3 separate regions of the Sus scrofa genome follow, and all the other regions are linked to region 3. The links are chromatin contacts, called in public Hi-C and promoter capture Hi-C maps. All regions are on one chromosome and are shown on one strand. The core of a region is the stretch at or near the end of the contact, and the rest is flanking DNA. Distances in the headings are between cores, read along the strand shown.

The links. Promoter capture Hi-C pulls out the DNA fragments that hold promoters and counts their contacts. Hi-C and Micro-C count contacts between places; a contact is called where the count stands out from the background.
Region 1: a promoter capture Hi-C map of fetal liver shows a contact between it and region 3, with 2.7 times the contacts expected there. The contact joins the promoter of ZNF529 here to the promoter of ZNF565 in region 3. A contact is called at or near these places in 1 of 5 promoter capture datasets (fetal liver) and 2 of 47 Hi-C or Micro-C datasets (heart right ventricle and liver).
Region 2: a Hi-C map of skeletal muscle shows a contact between it and region 3, with 2.7 times the contacts expected there. The contact joins the promoter of LOC106510528 here to the promoter of ZNF565 in region 3. A contact is called at or near these places in 5 of 47 Hi-C or Micro-C datasets (heart right ventricle, liver and skeletal muscle).

What each region holds. Positions count from the first base shown.
Region 1 is chr6:45,810,565-45,815,327 of Sscrofa11.1, reverse strand. ZNF529 (zinc finger protein 529) reads right to left here and starts at 3,023. Exons shown (of 4, transcript XM_013998445.2): 1 at 2,885-3,023. It overlaps LOC110261284 (a long non-coding RNA gene), which reads left to right and starts at 3,009. Exons shown (of 2, transcript XR_002345332.1): 1 at 3,009-3,149; 2 at 3,533-4,763.
Region 2 is chr6:45,741,189-45,746,099 of Sscrofa11.1, reverse strand. LOC106510528 (zinc finger protein 461) reads right to left here and starts at 2,256. Exons shown (of 4, transcript XM_021097140.1): 1 at 2,110-2,256. The coding sequence starts at 2,118.
Region 3 is chr6:45,573,797-45,578,473 of Sscrofa11.1, reverse strand. ZNF565 (zinc finger protein 565) reads left to right here and starts at 1,508. Exons shown (of 6, transcript XM_021097171.1): 1 at 1,508-1,618. It overlaps ZNF146 (zinc finger protein OZF), which reads right to left. Exons shown (of 7, transcript XR_002345320.1): 5 at 1,378-2,170.

The sequences.
Region 1 (4,763 bases), core at 1,774-4,273, 240 kb before region 3:
TGTGGCAATATTGGATCCTTAACCCACCAAGTGAGGCCAGGGATCAAACCCATATCCTCATGGAGACTCTGTTGGGTCCTTGACCCACTGAGGTACAATGGGAACTCCAACAAGTTGTGTTTCTTTGCCATCCTTTGGGAAGAAGAGCACATGGGGTAACTGAATGATTTACCCAATGGGTATGGGAACATTAACTGGAAAGGAAAAGGGTATTTGGAAAGGCTCTGGAAGTGAAAGGGACCCATCTCTGTTGCCCTGTTATTAACTGGGAAGGGAAGGCCTATGAACCAGAAAAATGGACAAGTCTCAATTAGGTAGGGAAGGTGGGGATTTAGATGGCGGAATAGAAGGACTGGAGCTCAACTTCTCTTCTAAAAACAACAAAACTTACAACTAAATGCTGAGCAATCTTCAACCAAATGGACCGGGAACTTTCAAAAAGATATCCTACTCCAGAAGACAAAGAGGAGGCCACCTAAAGAGGTAGGGGGGGCGATTATGTGATATAAGCAACTCCATACCTCCTGGGTGGGAAGCCCCACAGACTGGAAAGTAAATGGTTCACAGAGACTCACCTACAGGGGTGAGAGTTCTGAGCCCCACATCAAACTCCACATCAAATCTCCAAACACATGAGTGTGGGGATCTGGCATTGAAGGCCAGTGGGGCTTGTGTGCAGGAGCTCCAGGGGACTGGGGGAAATAGAGACCCCATTCTTAAAAGGCACACAGACATTCATGTGCACGGGGTCCCAGGGCAAAGCAAAGTCTCCATAGGAATCTGGGTCAGACCTGACCACAGTTCTTGGAGGACATCCTGGGAAAACCGGTGAATGTGGCTTGTTGTGGGGGAAGGACATTGGAAGCAAAACTCCGGATTATTCAGCAGCTGCCTTTCTCTGGAGGTGGCTATTTTGGGAAAATCTGGCTCCACCCACAGGGCTGAGAGCCCCAGGGCAAACAACTATCAGGGTGGGATCACAGCCCCACCCCTCAGTAAACAGGCTATCTAAAGACCCCCCCAGGCACACAGCTGCCTCTAATCCCAACCTGAGACAAAAGTCCCACCCACCAGAGGGATAGGAATCAGCTCCACCTACCAGTGGGCAGGCATCAGTCCCTCCCATACAGCAAGCCCCCTTACCAACTTCAGCCACAAGGGGAGCAGCCATCAGAAGTAAGAGAGGTTACAACTCTATTATCTGTAAAAAGGTCACCACACCAAAAACCTATAAAAATGAAAAGACAGAGAACTATAACCCAGATGAGGAAGAAAGAAAAAAATCCCAGAACAGCTAAGTGATCAGGAGATTCTCAACCTCCAGGACTTTAGATTGTTGAGGCTGAAGATGATGCAAGACATTGGAAATAAACTGGAGGCAAAGATGGATAACTTATAGGCAACACTGAGCAAAGAGATACAAGATATAAAACTTAAACAAGAAGAGATGCAAAATACAATAACAAATAAAAATTCACTAGAAGCAGCTAACAGCAGAATACAGGAGGCAGAAGAATGAATAAGTGAGGTGAAGGACTGAAGTGGAAATTACGGATGCAGAACAGAAAAGAGAAAAAAGATTGAAAACAAATGAAGAGAGTCTCAGAGAACTCTGGGACAACATTAAACGCATCTTTTAGGCAGGGAAATGTAAGAGAAGGAAAGCACATCTTCTAGGATTTGTAAATCAAAAACATATGACAATAAAAAGCAAACACAAACTGACTTTGAATGGGCCACTAAGTAGCAATGCTCTTCACTTCAGGACTTGCGGAACTACAGGTACAAGAAGGGACTTGTGGGACTAAACTTGCTAAATAAGAAAACACTGTCCACCACCAGACATGGCCCATCACTCACCATAAAACAGAAGTAAGAGGGAAACTACAATACGGAGTTTTACCAGTATCAGAGAAAAAGGTAAACATCATCTATGCCCAGAGCTAGAATATATGTTCCCAGCAACATCTAGGGGCCACAGCTCAGGGAATGCTGTGGTTCTGGCCTCCATAATGCATTCAAGGGAGTTTAACCCAGGAAAAACTTCTGCACCTGTGCCCTCCCCCTCAGGTCTTCCCAGAAGCCTATCTTGAAGGCAAGTGCAAGCCTAAACTCTCATCTCATGATTGACCATGTACTTTTCTATTGAGAACTTTCATTATAGGAGGGATATTCGTGACTTTCTCTTTGACGATCATTTCTCTGCAGCTAGATCCAACTGGTTACATGGTGTGAGGACAGAAGAGAATCTAGGGAAACATTCCAAGAAATTATGGAACCTACAATTGGTACCCTGGATGGGTAACACTCCCTTTACCCTCTAAGTTAAGCACTACGCTGGGTACTGGGGGGCGCGGGGATATAGTTTACATATACATATAATTTTATGTATATGTATACATATACATTCTATATCCATAAAAGAAATTTTACCCACTCCTACAAGCTCACTGAAAAAAACAAAACTCCGAACTTAAGCTCACTGAAAGCAAAACAAAACTCCATTTCGTTCACACGTAATAGTCATACTTACAACAGAGCTGTCACAGGACCACGCGGTCGCGGTGTCACACACCCTCTCGGCCACGGTCCTGTAGACCGAGGTCACACAGTAGGCTCCGCCCCTGACAGCCCGCGAGCCCAGTCAGATACCAGCCATGCGAATCAGGGCCCCAAGACCCTCTGACTCGCTCTCGCTTTCTATCACACACGTACGAGTGCGAACTAACACTCTGCAATGACGCCGTCACAGACAATTGCCTCCGCGGCTCATGCACACAAGGCTTGAGGCTCCAGCTGCACACGCCCCATCCGCGCTTTGGGAGCTAAAGGCCTCCTCACCACCTGTCTCTCCCACAGCCGGACCTGGGTCACCTCAACTCACCAGGCATAGCCCTACAAGCGCCGCGACACCGGAAGGGGAGCCAAACGTCGAAGTTCATTTGGGGCTTTGGGGCCTGTGGGAAATGTAGTCCAACACCTAAAAGACATTTGAACCGAACGTGGATCCCACCAGCCGCAGAGACTCCTCCGCGCCCCGCGACCCCTGAGGGTTCTAGGGCGCGCTGATCGCTCGCCCTCGGCAGAGGGGTTGCAGCTGGTGTTCCTTCAGATGCCGAAGTGACGGGTGACTGCCCTTTGCGAGCGAGGTAAGGTCGTGTAAGGAACGAGACCGCAAGCCGAGGAAATAATCGCAAGCCCGGGTCGGGGAGGGCAGAAAAGGGAACCGGAAGCCCGCCCAGCGCGGGCCGAGGAAGCGGACGAAGAAGCCTGGCGCCGGGAAGGCCCGGTGACAGTCAGAAACGCCAGGCCGTGGAGGGAAGAGGGAGCCGGAAACCCGGCAGAGAAGGGCCTGAGAGGGAATCGGGACTCCCGGCGGAGGGAGGCCGGGCTAAGAAGGGCTGAAGCCGCGCGGAGGGAGTTCCAGCGGGAGAGAGCCCAGGAGAGGACTTCACTCGGGACTGTACGTGCGTGTGGGACCCTAGGTCCGTGGTCCTGAACCAGAGGGTTTTGTTGTTGTTGTTGTTTTCAGTTCTGCCCCTAGAGAAAGCCCCGACACCCTGCGAGGCACGTAGTACCGAGGAGCCGTGTTTGACTGCTCTGGTGTGTTCACCGCCAGGAAGTTCCCTGGAGTCCTTTTCCAGACTCACAACAGAGCCAGCCATGGTTCTGATACATGTCCTCGTAATTTAGTTTTGTCAGTTCTGCAATTCCATATGCCTCCTTTAGTTCATCCTCGTTCTGTAAGATCTATTAATGTTGTGTATTTCTTTCTTTTTATTTCTGGAAAGCATTCCATTGTGCAAATGTGCCACAATTTGATTTTTCATTTTCTTCTCTATGAACATTGAAATTTCCAGATTTTATATATTACGAATAACGCTGGCATGTTTCCATTTCTTCTGAGGAAATACCTAAGAGGAAAAAATTGTTGCTAATAGGTTAGGTTTATATTTAACTTTTTAAGAAGCTAACAAATTTGTAGAACGATTAGTTGTGATTTGTGTTTGAGATTGCATGACTATCAAGTGGTTTCCGAGTTTGACTTGGTATTGTTTTATAGAATTATGAGATGGGTTCAATGGAGTTAGGAATGTCACATAGGGCCCATTGAGTTGTGGTTTTGTGAAGTGGGTTAGATTATTGGACACGGAATGTGTCTATACCAAGTCTTATTTATCATGATTTTGTGTGTTCATTCCATGATGACTGTGAAAGTGGATCACTGCATAAGTGATACTGATGAATGACTGAGAAACTCTGTCGGTTTGATTCTGCTTGCAGAATTATGTCTGTTACTGATCAAGTAAAATAGCAGTATTAGATATATCCCAAGGAAATGAAAACAGGATGTTAAAGAGGTATCTGACTCCTGTCTCCACTGCAGCATTATTCCCAATAGCCCAGACATGGAAACAAGTGTTCACTGACAGATGAATGGATAAAGAAACACTAACAGGGGTTCTGGTTGTGTCTCAGTGGTAATGAACCCAACTAGGATCCATGAGGACGTGTTTGATCCCTGGCTCCGCTCAGTGGGTTAAGGATGCTGTGTTGTTGTGAGCTATGGTGTAGGTAGCAGACAAGGCTCGAATCTGGCTTGGCTGTGGCTGTGGTGTAGACTGGCAGTGACAGCTCCAATTTGACCCTTAGCTTGGGAACTTACATATGCCACAGGTTCGGCCCTAAAATAAAAGAAAAAGAAACACGAACACACTGGAGTATTATTTGGCCCTAAAGAAAGAAAGAAATCCTGCCATTTG
Region 2 (4,911 bases), core at 1,007-3,506, 170 kb before region 3:
GGAAGAAATACACAGAACAAAAATTTCCAGGGCAAAATAAATTCTTGAGTCTTTAATTTGAGGTACTGATGAGATTTAAAGAATCACATGCTGGAAAATCTTGTGAAATTTACTCCTCAATACAGAAAAAAGCCCTATCTTTTGTTTGTTTGTTTTTGTTTTTTTTGTCTTTTCTAGGGTGGCACCCATGGCATATGGAGGCTCCCAGGCTAGGGATCTTATCAGACCTGTAGCCACCAGCCTTCAGCAGAGCCACAGCAACTTGGGATCTGAGCCATGTCTGCAACCTACACCACAGCTCACAGCAATGCCAGATCCTTGACCCACTGAGTGAGGCCAGGGATCAAACCCTCAACCTCATGGTTCCTAGTCGGATTCGTTAACCACTAAGCCATGACAGGAACTCCCAAAAAGCCTTATCTTTTAATGAGGAATTACAAAACAATATGTATTGTAGTCCAATCTTTGGAAGAAAAATACTTATGTCCATAAGCATACATGTATTTACATAAGGGTGAAACCGTCTGCAATAAAATGTTCAGAGTGGTTTAAGAATTATAGATAACTTTTATTTTAAAGTAATATAACAAAGGAATTTTTTTTCTTTTTAGGGCTGCACCTGCAACATATGGACATTCCCAGGTCCAGTCAGAGCTACAGATGCCGACCTACACCACAGCCCCAGCCATGCAGGATCCCAGCCATGTCTGACTCCTATACCACAGCTCAAGGCGACGCCAGATCCTTAACTCACTGAGCAAGGCCAGGGATTGAACCCACATCCTCAAGGATACTGGTCAGGTTCCTTACTGCTGAGCCACAATGGAACTCCCATAACAAAGGAATTTTTGAAGGTTAATATGAACATTTCAGGGAAGAAGCAGCACTCAATAATCTTAGACACTTTTTGTACATGCAACAGTGCTATTCTTTTAGCCCATTTGAGGTGGGGTTTTTTTGGTCTTTGTGCCATTTCTTGGGCCGTTCCCACGGTATATGGGAGGTTCCCAGGCTAGGGGTCTAATCGGAGCTGTAGCTGCCAGCCTACACCAGAGCCACAGCAACGCGGGATCCGAGCCACGTCTGCGACCTACACCACAGCTCATGGCACCGCTGGATGGTTAACCCACTGAGCAAGGGCAGGGATCGAACCCGAAACCTCATGGTTCCTAGTTGGATTCGTTAACCACTGCGCCACGACGGGAACTCCCCATTCGAGGTGTTTCTAAGGGGAATGGCAGAAATAGTGAGGCAGAGAAAAATTATGAGATAACAGGCTTTTCCTGCAGCTCAAACTTTGTGTGACTTTTGAGTGTGATATGCAGTAGCCAGAGCCGTGGAGACTACATTTCTATGATTGTGTGAGCTATGTTTCTATGTTCTAGGTCATAAGTTTCTGCTCTATGTTATGTTCTCTATTTCTATGATTCTTGTGTGAGCTCTTCAGATCCTGTGAGAGCTCTTCAGTTGAGGAAGTAGACTAAGTTGGCAAGGGTAGTGCTTGTTTGTTTTTTGGCTGCGCCTGTGACATGTGCAAGTTCCTAGGCCAGGGATCGAACCCGGGTCACAGGAGTGACCCAAGCCACTGCAAGGTGATAGTGCAGTTGGATCCTTAACCTGATGAGCCATAAGAGAACTCCAAGAGTAGTTTTTTTGTTTTCATTACTTGCTGTTGCTATAATATATGTCGCTTTGCCTGAAGTTTTGTGATAATAAACATGGGGTAGCTTATGTGATTTTGGTTTTATGACGCGTGTATGAATCCACAGGTGACTACTGGAATGTCTCCCTAACTACTTCGTTGCGTGGTTGTAAGGGTTTGTGTAAATGTGCTTTTCTTTTATATAAATAAATGGGGCTTACACAAAGAGCCAATTGCAATCATGGTCACAAACACAAACGTCATTTACACATATGCCCATGCACACAATTACACTGTCACAAAAGCATGACTCCAGGAGCTGTCACAACAGCCAAATACACTTAGTCCGGAGACTAATTTCCGTCACACACCCACATCCTAATCCCTCCCTCCGGTTGCTCCTGCACTTAGAAACCTAACACTCCAGACACTCCTCTTGCCAGTCCTGGGGCGACAGGATTCGTTACCTTCAGCATCCTCAGGAGGAGCTCTGGTCCAAGCTCTGACTCGAATTCCAGGACCCACGCAGAGCCCTGCCTACTGAACCCGTCCTGGGAAGCCCTCAACCGCCTCTGCCGCTGACCATTCACCCGACGTTCCTACCGGAAGTAGCTCTGGCGCGCTGTGGGCTCTGGGAAACGTAGTCCGCGAGCAAGGAGCCTGGGAGGCTAGCGAAGTAGGTAGATCTTCCGCCAGACTTCCTGCCGCACCTGCGCGCTTTCAATGAGGCTATGAGAGATGCCACCACCGCCCAACTGAGGGGCGCAAACTCGGATCTGATGCAGAGAGCTTCAGCCTCTGCTGTGCGGTTGCTATGCTGGATGTGTTTTCTGTCCACGTATCCGAAAGCGCGTCAGATCGAGAGGGAGAGGATTATGTGACAGCGAGTGGAGGGTGTCAAGCGTGAGAAAACTCGTATGTGAAAGCGGATGTGGTGCATACTTGTATAGGTTTAGGCGGTGAGCTTGGCCACGCGCAGTGTTTGTGTGGTGGCATAATGTGATGTGATTTAGGTATGCGCTTGAGACAGTGATTGGTTACTCATGATTGCGGGTGGCGCGGTTACACAGGCAATGACCTTGTAACATTCAGTGTGCCAGGTCTACCTGTGACTACTGGGAGGATTTGGCTGTGGCGAGTGTCCGCGGGTGAATTTCACTAGAGAAGGGAGGAAGCTTGTCTCTTAGGACTAGGAGGCACCGAATGGATGAATCACAGATTCCTGGTGAAGGGTGAACTGGTTCTGAGCCTTATCTTGGCGGTGGAGGGGAGGGGGGGGTTGTGAGGTGATACTGTGTGTCTAAGTGTGCATGAGAGACTGGAATTAACTGAGAGGGGTGGAAACTAGTACAGATTAACTGCCAGAAGGGACAAATCTATGGTAAAGATTTTTAACCTTGCTGAGAGGCCAGAAACCCTATCTCTTGTGTGAGGAAATGTATCTGTGAGAACATGGGATTGTGTTTCTTTGTCGATTCTTGATCATATGTGTGAGATGGTGTGCACTTGAGACTATCACTGGGAGAGAGTGTTGAGTGAAACGTACGAAGTTTGTGAAAGTGGTTTGTGACTAGAGCCAAATCTCTGGATGAATTTTATGACAGTGAAAATATATGTTCAGTGAGTGAGTATAATGCTGTGATTTGAGTTTGATATTTTAACTGAGTATGATTGGGTAGGAGATCACATGAGAGATTTGGTAGATACATTTTTGTGTGTGTTAGAAGGCAACTTATGTAAGTTAAAATCTTGATAGAGATAGTGTATATGGTTGTGATTTTATATTAGTAACTACATGAGAGACTGCAGTATTACAAGTGTGTGAGATTGAGTTTACTACCTATAAAAAGACAATGATGGGAATTCCCATAGTGGCTCAGTGGTTAATGAATCCGACTAGGAACCATGAGGTTGAGGGTTCTATCCCTGACCTCGGTTGGTGGTTTAAGGATCCGGTGTTGCTGTGGCTCAGATCTCGTGTTGCTGTGGCTCTGGCGTAGGCCAGTGGCTACAGCTCTGATTAGACCCCTGGCCTGGATCCTCCATATGCCGCGGGTTTGGCCCTCAAAAAACGAAAGACAAAAAAATAAATAAAAAGCAAAATGACCATGACTTTTTTTTTTTAATTTCTGTCATGTGGTAACTGGAAGAATGGTTGATGTTCTTTGGTAGACGTGAAAGATGGTAAGTCTGCTAAACTCTTTAACTTGACCTGTATAAATGGAAGAGTTCTAGGGCAAGAGAACAAAAGTCTAGCTTGAATGATAAGAGTCACAGCCCCTCATTTCTCAGACTTAACCCTCTATACAGACTTAGAACCTCTGCAATGAGTGGCCCTGCTACATTACCAAAAATTTACATTGTTAAATTTTCCCCTAAGCTTTCCCAAAGGAACCTACAGCCTTTACCCGGATAACTATGTCAAGGAAAAGGAAGTGATCAGAACTTTCAGGGAATACTGAACACTGGTTCTGGACACTAATTTTAGGAGACCCAAAACATCACTGTGGTTCACTAGTCAGGGTGGACCAGGGCCTGTAGCAGTCAGGTGATCGATGAAGTTTTAGCTCAAGTCCATCTAAAGTAGACCCTAAACCCATCCTGTGGTTTTTTCCCCCCCCAAGTCCTGGAATGGATAATTGGGATAGACATACTCAGCAGCTGTTAAGAATTCTCACATGGGTTCTCTGTCCTGTTGAGTGAGGGCTATGATGGTGGGAAAGGACAAGTGGAAGCTACTAGAACGGCCTCTACCTAGAAAAACAGTAAACCAAAAGAAACACTGCATTTCAGAAATCAGTGCCATCATTAAGGGCTTGAAAGATGCAAAGGAGGTGATTCCCACCACATCCATATTCAACTTGCCTATTTGGCCTGCGCAGAAGACAGATGGACACTGGAGAATGATAATGGATCATCATAACCTTAACCAGGTGGTGACGCCAATTGCAGCTGCTGCACCGAATGTAGTTTCATCCATTGAGCAAATTAGCACATTCCTGGTACCTGGATGTAACTATTGATCTGGCAATTTTTTTCTTCCCTCGTATTAATGAAGACAACCAGAGGCAGTTTGCTTTCAGCTGTCAAGGCCAGCAATACATCTTTGATGTCCCACTTCAGGGCTCTATCAACATTCCAGCCTTATGTCATAATTTAGTTCACAAAGATCTTAATTACCTTTCCCTCCACAAAATGTCATGCCGATAAATTTCACTGATGACAATATGCTGATTGGGCCTAGTGAGCAAGAAGTGGCAACTACTCTA
Region 3 (4,677 bases), core at 259-2,758:
CCCGAAAGCAGTATTCTAAAGTTCTTTTCCAATAGTTTTAAACGTTTCTTAAATTTACTCCTCGATTTTTAAAAGACAGTTCGTGTAAACAGTGGTCTTCTACTATACCTTCTACCTGACTGTTGTTTATTTGAAGGCTACTGATCTACAGACACTGATTTGGTAACCAATTATTTAACTCTCTTATTATTTAAAACCTTGAAGGACAACTGTGGGTTATCCTTAATAATAGTATCTCCCTTTCTTCACAAAACCCATACAACCTGAGAACACTTCCACGCATTTAGGAGTTAGTACACCTAACTAGTTCGGATTCATGGATAAACACTGCAGCAAGTTTGTTTGTTTTTTTTTTTCCCCAAAGAACGAGGATAACTGTGTTTATCCTAGAACCCCAGACCCTTGACTTCCTAGTACTCTGCTTTCTGCGATATGTTGACACTACTTCTCAAAAGGTAACGCTGATATCTACTCTACCTAGGCTTAACAGCAGCCCTATTAAAGTTCCTCAAAGATCAGAATATTTGAGACCGTTTGAAACAGGGTCCCCATAACAAAAAGTTCCTTTGAAATATTTCTGCTTGTTTAAAAAAAAAAGCAATAAGTCACGATGATTTGCATTGTACCTAATTAATAAGAAATGTATTTTATAGAAAAGCATATTTTAAAATTAATTACCACTTGGTGCTTAACCCCCTTCCAATCTGCAAGTAAATTAGGTATTCCAGGAAGATGGCACCGTTATTATCAGCACTTTCGACAAGAGAAGTGCCGCTCGGACGTTATCTCAATGCCGGTCTCCCTCTTAGACGCAAGCCATACATACCCTGAGCCCAGTTTCTTCCTCAATGTTCTCAAACATTTAGTCTAACTTGCGGTCAAACTCAGGGTCACGCACACTCGAACCCTCCTCAGAGGCCCCCACCCCCACCCCACACGTAGACTAGAAGCTCTAAAACCCACTCCCCTTCCTCGCGCCGCACCCCAATAGATCTGGAATCCTTCCCCTCAACCTCCCCGACCCTATCGGCCCAAGACGTCCACATCCCACCTCCTATTTTCGCGCCACGTGGACCCAGGGGCCGGACTGACCCGCGGACAAAGACCAAAATGTCCACTCGGTATGCTGCGCCTGCGCACTCAGAGGGCGAGTGAGCACTCCCAGAAACCCCCGCGACGCAGCCCGCACGGTCACCGCGGCCAAGCCCAAGCTGGTGTCTGGTTACCTTCTATCAAAGCAATGCCGCTTTTCCGGCCTTGAACTACATTTCCCTTAATGCTTTGCGGGTCGACACCCAGTATCTCCTTCTGCCTTTCCTATACGAATGTTGCGGCCACGTCCTTTGATTATGAGGCTCTCAGGTCAAGTAGTCCTACCTTGGGGGGATATCAGCTCAAGCCTGGTGGACGTTTGGAGCTGGAACCCTCCTCTTTGAAGCAGTGTCATATAGGCCGAGCTCTGACTTTCTGGTTTGAGGACGCCATCATGTCTCTGGCTGGTCTGGTCCTGGACTACGTTTCCCAGAGTCCACAGCGGCCCAGCGTTACGTGTCTCTTGACGTCGTGGCGAGATCGTTTGCTCCGCCGGGACCCGGACGCGACCAAGGGGAGGCAGAAGGTGAGGGGTCTGGGAGTCTGGGGCGGGGACGGGGCGTGTCCAGAGCCTTGGGTTTGTGCGCGCTGGCGGGAACGGGCTGAGGATGCGCTATTTTGAATGTGTCTTTGTGTGTCATGGTGGTGAGTAGATTGTGTAACTGCGTTAGTGGTGTGATTGTGCCTGTGTATACGGGTGTGGAGGTGTCTATGATTGTGTAGTTGTGTCCTGTGTGTGTTAAGAGTGGATGTGTGGTTGTGTCCGTGTGACACTATTTTGTGCAGCACCAATTTTGTGGGTGTGAGGTCCCTGTGACTCTAGTGCTCTGACAAATTATAGCCCTGAACAGCGAGCATCTGTAACACCGAGATTGGGCATCTTCTGTGCCCTCCCTCCTCCTGTGTAGGACGGGTGGGCGATGACCCATTAAAACTGCCCTGGCTCCTCATGATTGCTTTTTCTTGACTCTTCTCTAAGACATACATTGAAAGGAGAAGGAAAGAACTATTGTTGAACATCCAGAAGCCAAGCTGTCCGTGCATCAAGTTTTCTTCTTCCCCTGAAACCCTTCTTTCTCTACGTGTGTTAAAAAAGCAAAACAAAAAATTCAGCCAAATAAACGTGAAAATTAATTGTCCTTATTTAACAGTTCATGAATCGGGCAGGATCCTATCTAGCAAACGGAGAGATACTCCAAGGAGATGTACAAAATCGAAAGTTTTCATAGGCAGTAGGAAAGTGGGGCAAGGAAGTTACTAGCAAAAGAAAAGAAAGCATTGTTTTAGGCCCGGTCACCTTTTAGGGGAGGGGAACGGCTAGGGTTTTATCATGCAAATTATCTCTCTGGTGCTAACCAGGAAATTCCAGATTGATTGTTTAAAGATTTAACACATTCTTGAGAAAGCCTGAAACTAGAAATAAGTCTTGGTTTGTTATTGTGGGGACAAATGACACCATTTGGGGCTTGTTATTTCCTTTCAACACGTGCTTTTCTTTCCTCCTTCTGAAACTTCTTACTTAACACAGATAAGACACCACCACCCTGCCCCGGGAGAAACTAGTGTCTGGTATTTGCCTTTGAGTAAATTTCTGAGTGCCATGAAGGTGAACTGAAGGACCCACACCCTCTTTGCTCCCTGCACACCTAATGTTCATCTACAATTTTTTAAACATTTGAATTGGCTTTAGATTTAAAACTGCTACAAAAAAAGATTTCTCCAAATACTCTTAACCCAGTTTCTCTATAGGTTACCATTTTACATAATCACAGTACATGGTCAAAATTAGATTAACACTCATATATTATTAATCACTAATCTACAAACCTTATTCAAATTTCATCGGTGTCTTTAGGGTCCTTTCTGGATAAGGATCCAATCCAGGATCATATATTGCCATTGATAATTCTCCTTAGTCTTCTTTAAACTGGCATAGTCACTTAAGTCTTTCCTTGTCTTCCATGACCTTGAGAACTGGCCATTTTGTAAATTCTGCAATGTAGTCTTCCTCAATTCGAGGTTGTCTGATACTCCATAATTAAATTCAGGTTATGCAGTTGAAGCAAGACCACCCCAAGAGGAATGTATTCTTCTCAATGCATCTCATTGAGAGTCCCATGAGATCAATTTGTCTCATTGTTAGCGGTGTTAACTTTAATTTGCCAGGTTTCTCCACTGCAAAATCATTCTTTTCCCTTTATAGTTAATGTATCTCATGGAGAAAGACTTTGCCTATAAATATGCTGTTTATCAATCTTTCACCAACTGCATCCATTGCTAATTCTATTTCTTTTTCTTTTTTTTTTTTGTCTTTTGTCTTTTTAGGGCCACACCAGCAGCTTATGGAGGTTCCCGGGCTAGGGGTCTAATTGGAGCTGTAGCTACGGGCCTACAGCACAGCCACAGCAACGCCAGATCCAAGCCACATCTTCGACCTACACCACAGCTCCTGGCAACACCAGATCCTTAACCCATGAGTGAGGCCAGGGATCGAACCTGTGTCCACATGGATGCTAAGTCGAGTTCGTTAACCTCTGAGCCACAACGGGAACTCTGCATTGCTAATTCTTACCTGAGAATTTATTACCAAGTATCTGCCAGATGGTGATTTTTTTTTTTTTTTTTTGGCTTCCATTATTCCTTCTACATTTATTAATTAGAATCCTGTTAGAAATAGATTTTCCAGAGTTCCCGTCATGGCTCAGTGGTTAACAAATCCAACTAGGAACTATGAGGTTGCAGGTTCAATCCCTGGCCTTGCTCAGTGGATTAAGGAGCCAGAGTTGCCGTGAGCTGTGGTGTAGGTCACTGACGCGGCTCAGATCCCGAGTTGCTGTGGCTGTGGTGTAGGCCGGCAGCTACAGCTCCAATTAGACCCCTAGCCTGGGAACCTCCATATGCCTCAGGTGCAGCCTAGAAAAGACAGAAAAAAAGAAATAGATTTTCCTTCTCCCCATTTAATTTTTTCACTAACTTACAAAAGTATAGTCTGAATTTTACTTTTTAAATTTTTGGGGGATTGTGCCCACGGCCTGTGTAAGTTCCTGGGCCAGGGATTGAACCCTTGCCACAGCAGCGACCTGAACCAGTGCAGCAACAATGCAAAATCCTTAACCTACTGCACCACAAGGGAACTCCTGGGAGGGGGTTAATATATATTACAGGTTATAATCCATTACTGTCACTACTTTATTACTGAAATTGTCCCAAATTTGGCCACTGGGAACCTCTTTGGATTGGCTCCTATGTCCTTCCAACAAATCCCCTTTGTTTTATTTTTTTTTTTAGTACTTCTTTATTTTCCTGCACCATAAGATGTTCCAGGTTGATATTGTACTTTCCCAGGCCCAGTCCTGTAATGAGAAGTTTCCTAGGGATCACTGGCTCCTTTTATTAGAAAATTATATTTAGAAACCAAGATTAGATGTGCTTATTGCTACTGGGATTGTTATTACTTCTTGACTTTTTCAGGGTTTTCTATATATAAGATTATGTCATCTGAACAGAGATACATTTTATCTCATTCTTTCCAATTTGAATGCTTTTTACTTCTTTTTCTTGCCTAATACTTCCAGTATTAGGCTG